2 separate regions of the Sus scrofa genome follow, and region 2 is linked to region 1. The links are chromatin contacts, called in public HiChIP or PLAC-seq maps. All regions are on one chromosome and are shown on one strand. The core of a region is the stretch at or near the end of the contact, and the rest is flanking DNA. Distances in the headings are between cores, read along the strand shown.

Region 1 (3,954 bases), core at 1,217-3,716:
GTGTGTATAATTTCAAAACTTGACAATGGGCCTGTGTCAACTTGGTGAGGGTCTAGGAAGGAACGTATCTCTGGGATTTTTAGATTCAGATATTTTCCCTCTGTAGATATCCTCACCAAATTAAAATTAACTCATACTTCTGTACAAAAACCTAAGTACTATCCTAAGAAAAGAGGACAGTACTTATAAGAGTTGTTTTGAAACTATAAACCAAAGCAACAGAGAAAAGTTCTGCTTTAGCTATCTGGACTGGATGTAACCTAGAGACAAAACTAAGCCAAAACAAACACATCATTAGCTTAACATATCACCCTACTTCCTTACACCCAATACAGTGCTCTACAGCGTGGTAAATGAATGAGTCTTGCTTCAGCTCTCTGATTCATCCTCTGTTGGGTTTTTTTCCCCCTCCTCTAATTATGAGCATGCCCTTTGGATTGGTCCTTTCTCCCTCATCCTAATCTTTTTCCTGAGGATAACTTATCCCCATTCATAGTAATGCACTGAGCACCAACCATGACCCAGGCACTGTACTCTACACCAGGACCTGCCAAGAACACATTGTCCAAAGAAAAACACTTACATAACAACCATATACCGTGTTAAGTGCTCTACTAAAGGTTAATGCAAATTACTATGGGAGCAGAAAGAAGGGCACGACTGACATCTGAGAAGTTTTCAGAGAAGGAGATATTGCTAAAAGATGACCAAAATGTTCACATGTGGACATGGCCATTTCAGGCTAAGGGGACAGTGAGTGCAAGGACACAGCATAGCATGTTTGGATAAGGACAGGACATTTGATGTGGAGGAACTTAGGGGAGCTCAAGGAGGTGTGAGGAAGTGAGACTGGAGATAAAGTGAGGGCTGTGGAGAGTTCTTCTAAGCTCTGGTAACAAGTTTCAACTTTATTCATTATGTATTGAAAGCCATTAAAAGGGGCTAAGCAAGAAAAAGACAAGGTCATATTTGAATTTCAAAACTATCCCTTTGGTAGCAATATGGATGTTCCTTTGCTCAGATCCAACCAGGTAAAAAGCATTTCATCCAGGTGAGAAGGGAAACTAAACTAAGAGAGTGGCAGTGGGAGATGGAGAGGAAAGATGGATTCAAGAGGCAGAAATGATCAGACCTATAAGCAAAAGAATGTAGAGAGTAAAGAGAGATCCATCAAAGGCAAGTTCAAAGCTTTTAGCATGATCAGCTAGTGGGATATTGCTAGCACTAAATGAGACAAAGAATGTGAGGCCAGTGTGAGAGAGCTAAGGCAAAGGAAATGAAGGAAAAAATACCTATTTCTGACCTAGTGAGTTGGAAGAGTCCACAGTTGTCCTGTGAGCAGTTGAATATGAAAGAGTGGAGTTTCATATTCAATGAAATGTAGGGGTTATAGCCATTGGCAAGTGTCAGTTTAAGCATCAAAAAGAAATGAAATCAACCAGGAAATATAGAATGAAAAGTATCTACTTTTAGGAGTTCCTGTTGTGGTTCAGAGGGTTAAGAATCCAACTAGTGTCCATGAGGATGTGTGTTCAATCCCTGGCCTCGATTAATGGGTTAAGGATTCGGTGTTGCCATGAGCTGCAGCGTAGGTCACAGATGTGGCTCATATCATATGTTGCTATTGCTGCCTGGGAACTTCCATATGGCATGGGTGCAGCCCTGAAAAGAAAAAAGAGGAAAAAAAAAAAAGTATCTTCGTTTACCTAGATCTTCACATTTTTCTCCAATACTCTACTCTTAGAAAGTCTGTGTCCTCTCTCTTTATTTATTACCAGACTTTTCCACTTGTACATCCTGCCATCACCTCAAGCATAAATGAATCTAATGACACAAGTCAAAAATGGCTGAATATTAGAATGACATATGTTTCGACCTTAGTAACTGGCATTTCACAACTGCATTATCACAGCACTTTCCTAGCTTTCTTACCTCCCGGCTCACTTCCTTATAATTCATATTGCCAAATATTTCTCATCCCTTTCTTCATAGATTATTCTCCTGCTCAGAACTTTTTAGCAATGCCCTGTTAATCACTATAGCCAAGCTAAGCTCCACACTCAATTTCCATCACTTCTCAACATTATTCTCCACCTTATAGGTCTGGACTCCTCAGTGTCCCATGAAGCAATCCACAGTGTTCATTTCATCCTTTGTGTATGTTGTACTGCTAATCTAATTTCCTCCTCTCAGCTTCTCCAAGTCCTATTGAACATTTAAAGCAGTATTTCTCAACTTTTTGACTATTTCCCTTTGACAAAACTAACTCAAAACCCATTCTCAACCTGTTTTATCCTTGTCCTCTCCACTAGCAAGGCTAGAAAAATTAACTGCTGGCTCAGCAGTTTACAAAACCAACTAGAATCCTAGAGAATGTGGGTTTGATCCCTGGCCTTGCTCAGAGGATCTGGAGTTGCCGTAAGCTGTGGTGTCGGTCTCAGACTTGGCTCAGATTCTGTGTTGCTGTGGCTTTGATGTAGGCACAGCTCTGATTCAATCCTTAGCCTGGGGAATTCCATATGCCGCAGATAAGGCCCTAAAAAGCAAAAAAAAAAAAAAAAAAAGGAAGAAATTTCAGTGCCTATTTTCTGAGCCTCTTTTGGAACTAGGAGAGGCCATGTAATATAGGTCTGGCCAACAGTGCTGTGTACCTTCTCCTTTTTGCCTTAAAGATGGGCACAGTACCCAGAGCTGCAGCAAGCATCATGGGATCATAGACAAGTCAGCCCGTTAAGGATTACAGCCTGGTAGAACACAGATTGCAAGGTCCCTGATTACATCCCTAGGCCATACCAGGCCAGGATTTCCTATCTCTGGACTTAAACTATGGAAGAAAATAAGCCCTTAATTGTTTAGGCTATAATTGCCTGTCTTGTTTGTTTGTTGTTGTTTGCTACAGAAAAAAAAAAATTCCAAATGAATATACATAGATGCTTCCATTATTTATTTTCAAACAGTAACATACCCTTTACAGCTAATAAATTCATGTGAGACTTTTTATGCACAAAAATTAACATTCACTTGATAGTTCCAACATACATCTAATAAACAGTCAGCTGAGATGTGTAGACACTTATCTCCCATCAGTTACAGCTTTTTGCAGAAGCTCGTCTCTTTGAGGGTCAGAGAGTCTAGGAAATGAAGACATTGAACATTAAGGAGCGAGTTTCAGTTCTTCATAGCAGTATGTTTAAGTTATTCTGTAAGCATTTGGTTCTCCTTTACTGCAACTAAAAAGAGAGGTCTGTTAGCAAATTTTTATATATTAATGTTTTGCTTCCATTCTAAAAAGAGATGGAGAGTTCCCATCATGGCTTGGAGTTCCCATCATGGCTGAGTGGAAACAAATCTGACTAGCATCCATGAGGACACACGTTCAATCCCTGACCTCGCTCAGTGGTTTAAGGATCCAGCCTTGCTGTGAGCTGTGGTTTAAGGATCCAGCCTTGCTGTGAGCTGTGGTTTAAGAATCCAGCCTTGCTGTGAGCTGTGGTGTAGGACTCCTAGCCTGGAACCTCCATATGCTTTGGGTACAGCCCTAGAAAGACAAAAAAATAAAAATAAAAAATAAAGAAGAGATGTGTGACCCCCTCAGAGTAAACTCTGATATACCCTCTGTCCTGATCTGGACAGATGACCACTCCATGCTATGGTAGACATCCTCTGAGGTGGCCCTCAGTGTCCCCCATCTCCAGGTATTTGTATCTCTCTTTAATCTGCTCTCCTGGAGTGTGGGCTGGATTTAATTGCTAGGTCATATAGTAACTCTTTGTTTACCATTTTTAGGAACAGCCAAACTATTTTTCCAAGGTCACTGCAGCATTTTACAATTCAGATAGACTACTTTTTACCATGGAGAAAAATGCAAACTATTTAATCTGGGTTTTCCATCCTGTATAAAATGGGATGATTCCATGGAGTTCCTGTCATGGCTCAGTGATAACAAATCTGACT
Region 2 (3,483 bases), core at 270-2,769, 150 kb before region 1:
AAAAAAAAAAAAAAAGGCTTTGCCTCCCATTTTTTAATTTTTTTTTTTTTTTTTTTTTGGTCTTTTTAGGGCTGTGCCTATGGCATATGGAGGTTCCCAGGCTAGGGGTCCAATCGGAGCTACAGCTGCCAGCCTACACCACGGCCACAGCAACTCAGGATCCAAGCCTCCTCTGTGACCTATACCACAGCTCAGGGCAATGCCGGATCTCTAACCCGCTGCACAAGGCCACAGATTGAACCTGCATCCTCATGGATTCTAGTCAGATTTGTTTCTTCTGGGCCACAATGGGGACTGTCTCCTATTTCTAAAATGTGGTTTTGGTTGCAGTGTGTTGAGGACTAATCTGTAATAGTCATTATCAAACTTGACAGTGGTGGTGGACAGCCTCTAAGACAGCCCCCAAAGATTCCTGCCTCTCAATATGGATAATTTCTCTTAGTCTGGATTTGGATTTGTCTTAAAAAGTCTCAGTCTCTCTTTCTCTCTCTCCCTCTCTCTCTCTCTCTCTCTCTCTCTCTCTCTCTCTCTCTCTCTCACACACACACACACACACACACACACACACCCTAGCTTGGGGGAAAATCCAGCAGAGCCATGTGATGGGGAACCAATGTTTTCAGCTAAAAGTCAAAAAAGACCTGATTGACAGCAGCTTCTCCAGCACAGGCACAGTCTGGAAGTGTTTGCAGCCTGAACCAACACCTTGATTACAGCATCATGAGAACCCCTTAGCCAGAATCCCAAAGCTAAGTCAATCCCACCTTCCTGATGTATAGGAACTTTGGGATAATCAGTGTTGGTTGTTTTTAGCTTCTGTGTTTTAGGGATATTTGTTAGGAAGCAATAGATAACATACACATATGCATCAGAAGCACCTAGATTCTTGGTAAAATGTGTATTTCTGGGTCTTACCACATTCAGTGGATGTGGCCTGAAGTCTTTGCCTTTTCGCCAGGAATCCCAGGAGAATCAGAAGTGAAAACTTTCTGTATGAGCACACACAGCAAAAATAAACACTCCCTGGAAAGGCCTGGGGGGAGAGAAGACTAAGGGGAGTATGGTTGCCAGATAACTTACAGGACACCCAGTTCTATTTGAATTTCAGATAAATAACAAAAAAATGTTTTAGTATAAGCATGCCCCTTGCAGTGTTGGGGACATATTTATACCAAAACATATTTGTTATCTGAAATTCAAATTTAACTGCGTGGTCTGTATTTCTATTTGTTAAAAACTATCTAGAAGGAAAGCCCCACCCAAGTGATGGCCCAGACGGAAATAAAGTGGTGCCTTCTTTTCACAGATGGCAGGATTTTAATCCCTGAGGGATGAGGGGTTTAAAGGTGCTTGGCTGGGCCCTGCCCCTCTTCCACCTGGAAGGCAGACTGCAGACTTAGGGCCCTTAAAATGTTTCTTTGGAGGGTTGGGGTTGGGGGAGGAGTGGTGTGGAGTAGGAGGATGGAGAACTGCTCTGGAAGCCCTCCTCCACGGCCCCGCCCACTCCGAGATGCTGGTGGATCCAAGGAGAGAACAGGATGCAGGGTTGGGTCCAGCCCCTGGTGGCCCAGTGCACCCAGCTCCCTGGAGAAGTTGGTCATGTCTGTGTAGATGTCCCTGCCTGATGGGTTCTACACATGGTGCTGGGAACAAGCTTCTCTGGGTGCAGATGGCATCAGGTTCTTCCAGAGCAGTGAATGAATGCCAGTCTTCCCCCACACCCCTCCAGGAACTCAGATGAATGCAGCTGCTCATAATAAATGTGTGCCTTTCTCATTCTGAGTATGTCTGAGTCTCTGACGAGTTGTATTTATTGTAGCTCTCAGCCTTGTAAAGAGGAGGATGGTTTCAAAGACATTCCCTAATGACTGAGGTTTTAAGAACTCTGGCTTTCACTTCTGTATATGCTTTATTGTCACAGGGAACCGTCTTAATTTTGATGTGTTTATTTTCAACTATGAAACATCTTCAAAGAGATGGGGAATGAATGAGAATATGTGTGGGAGAGAAACGGGGAGAGAGAGAGAGCTTGGCTGGGTAGACTGAAACGTTTAAGGCAGGGATGGAAGAGAATGGCGCAGAAAATGTGCAGCTGCAGTAGAATCAGAGCCTTAAATAAGTGCTTTGAAACCAGACACCAAAAGTGAGGTCACGTCATTCCGAGCTCTGGTTCAGCCTTGCCCAGCGGCCTGACGCAAGCTGAAAAGCCACAGGAGGGGAACTCAGCTGAATCTCTCTCCTGAGTGAAACTGTGGAGGGGACTGAGTTTTTTTTTTTTTTTTTTTTTTTTAGAGGAAGGGAGGAGGTTTAAATCAAATGTACAGAATGTGTTCCCTGGAGGCTCTCAAGGTCTCTAAGCACCTTCACAAGCTGCTTCATAAAACCAGCATGGCCAACACAAAACAAATTTGCAAAGTAGAAGGCCAAGGATGATGTTGCCATTTCATACTTTGTATATCAGGGAGAACCCCACAGGAATTGCTCAGTTCCAGGACCACCACCCCAAATGCGGCTGACTTTGGGGGAAAATGCAATTGACTCTAGACTACAGATGGTTTAAAGCTGGAAGGGGCCTTACCCATCCAGTCCAGGTTCCTCTTTTACAGAGAAGAATCTAGGCTCCCACTTTGGCCTTCCGTTTGGTTCTCTCTGGGTATTTGAAAAATTAATAGCTACCTCAAAGATTTATTGTGAGCATTCATGTAACGATGTATATAAAGCACTTGGTACTTAGTAACTGGGATCTGTTATTATTATTTCACCAGGTCTTTGTATTTAGGCATGTGGCAGTGTTAAGGTCAGAGGGGAGTATTTCAGCATAGGTTAAACAAAACAAAACAAAAAAGAGCCCAGCTTCCTGAGACAGGGTTCATATCTTTGTAGTCTTTTAGCTTGGAAAGAACCACTGCACCATTTAATTCAATTCCTTTGTTTTAGAGCTGATGAAACTCAGGTATAGACAGGTAAGGGCTTGCTCAGGATCCTCCAACTACCTCCTTTTCTGGAACCCCATATCCTGCCAGCAAGGCAGGGAAACTGCCATGTCCTAGAAACTCGACTGAGAGGGTATCTCTTTTCTGCAGGAGCAGATGGGAATTTCTGACACATCAATTCCAATGCTCTGTTGGATTCTTTCAAGCACTGCCACTGCCGCCACCACCAAGGTAAATGAGTGAAAGTGCTACATTCTCAACTCCTGAGAGAAGAGGGAGTAATTAAGTACAAAGGCAAGTCTGGGTTTGAAATTAATGACTGTGGGATTCTGAAATGATTTTGAGATAAAATGAATAGTTTACATTAATTTGCATTGCAGTAGACAACATGGCTAGGAAAAACTGCTCTGTTGAATTTAGGAGACAAAGATCATGTCCATTATTTTCATTCTCGGCCTCAGGGAGCTTGGAGAGGGAGGAGCAGTGAGAGATTTAAAGCTTTTAATGCTCACTGTTCAGAAATATGATTTTTTTTTCTGAAACAGATTAG

Evidence for each region. HiChIP or PLAC-seq counts read pairs in DNA pulled down with a chosen protein or histone mark.
Region 2: a contact with region 1 is called in an H3K27ac HiChIP or PLAC-seq map of alveolar macrophages. The contact joins two enhancer-like sites. A contact is called at or near these places in 1 of 47 Hi-C or Micro-C datasets (epiblast stem cells) and 2 of 2 datasets of contacts at active chromatin or transcription factors (alveolar macrophages and skeletal muscle).

Annotation. Positions count from the first base shown.
Region 1 is chr1:179,733,628-179,737,581 of Sscrofa11.1, reverse strand. No RefSeq gene overlaps it. Among named protein-coding and RNA genes, the nearest start is that of ARF6, 22 kb to the right of the region's middle. Within about 2 kb of position 2,466, at least 3 of the 83 cell types and tissues checked have an H3K27ac peak or open chromatin away from gene starts, as enhancers often do. A contact at or near this core is called in alveolar macrophages, where this site is marked.
Region 2 is chr1:179,882,812-179,886,294 of Sscrofa11.1, reverse strand. It overlaps LOC110262125 (a long non-coding RNA gene), which reads left to right. Exons shown (of 3, transcript XR_002346707.1): 2 at 3,084-3,164. Among named protein-coding and RNA genes, the nearest start is that of VCPKMT, 23 kb to the left of the region's middle. Within about 2 kb of position 1,519, at least 55 of the 83 cell types and tissues checked have an H3K27ac peak or open chromatin away from gene starts, as enhancers often do. A contact at or near this core is called in alveolar macrophages, where this site is marked.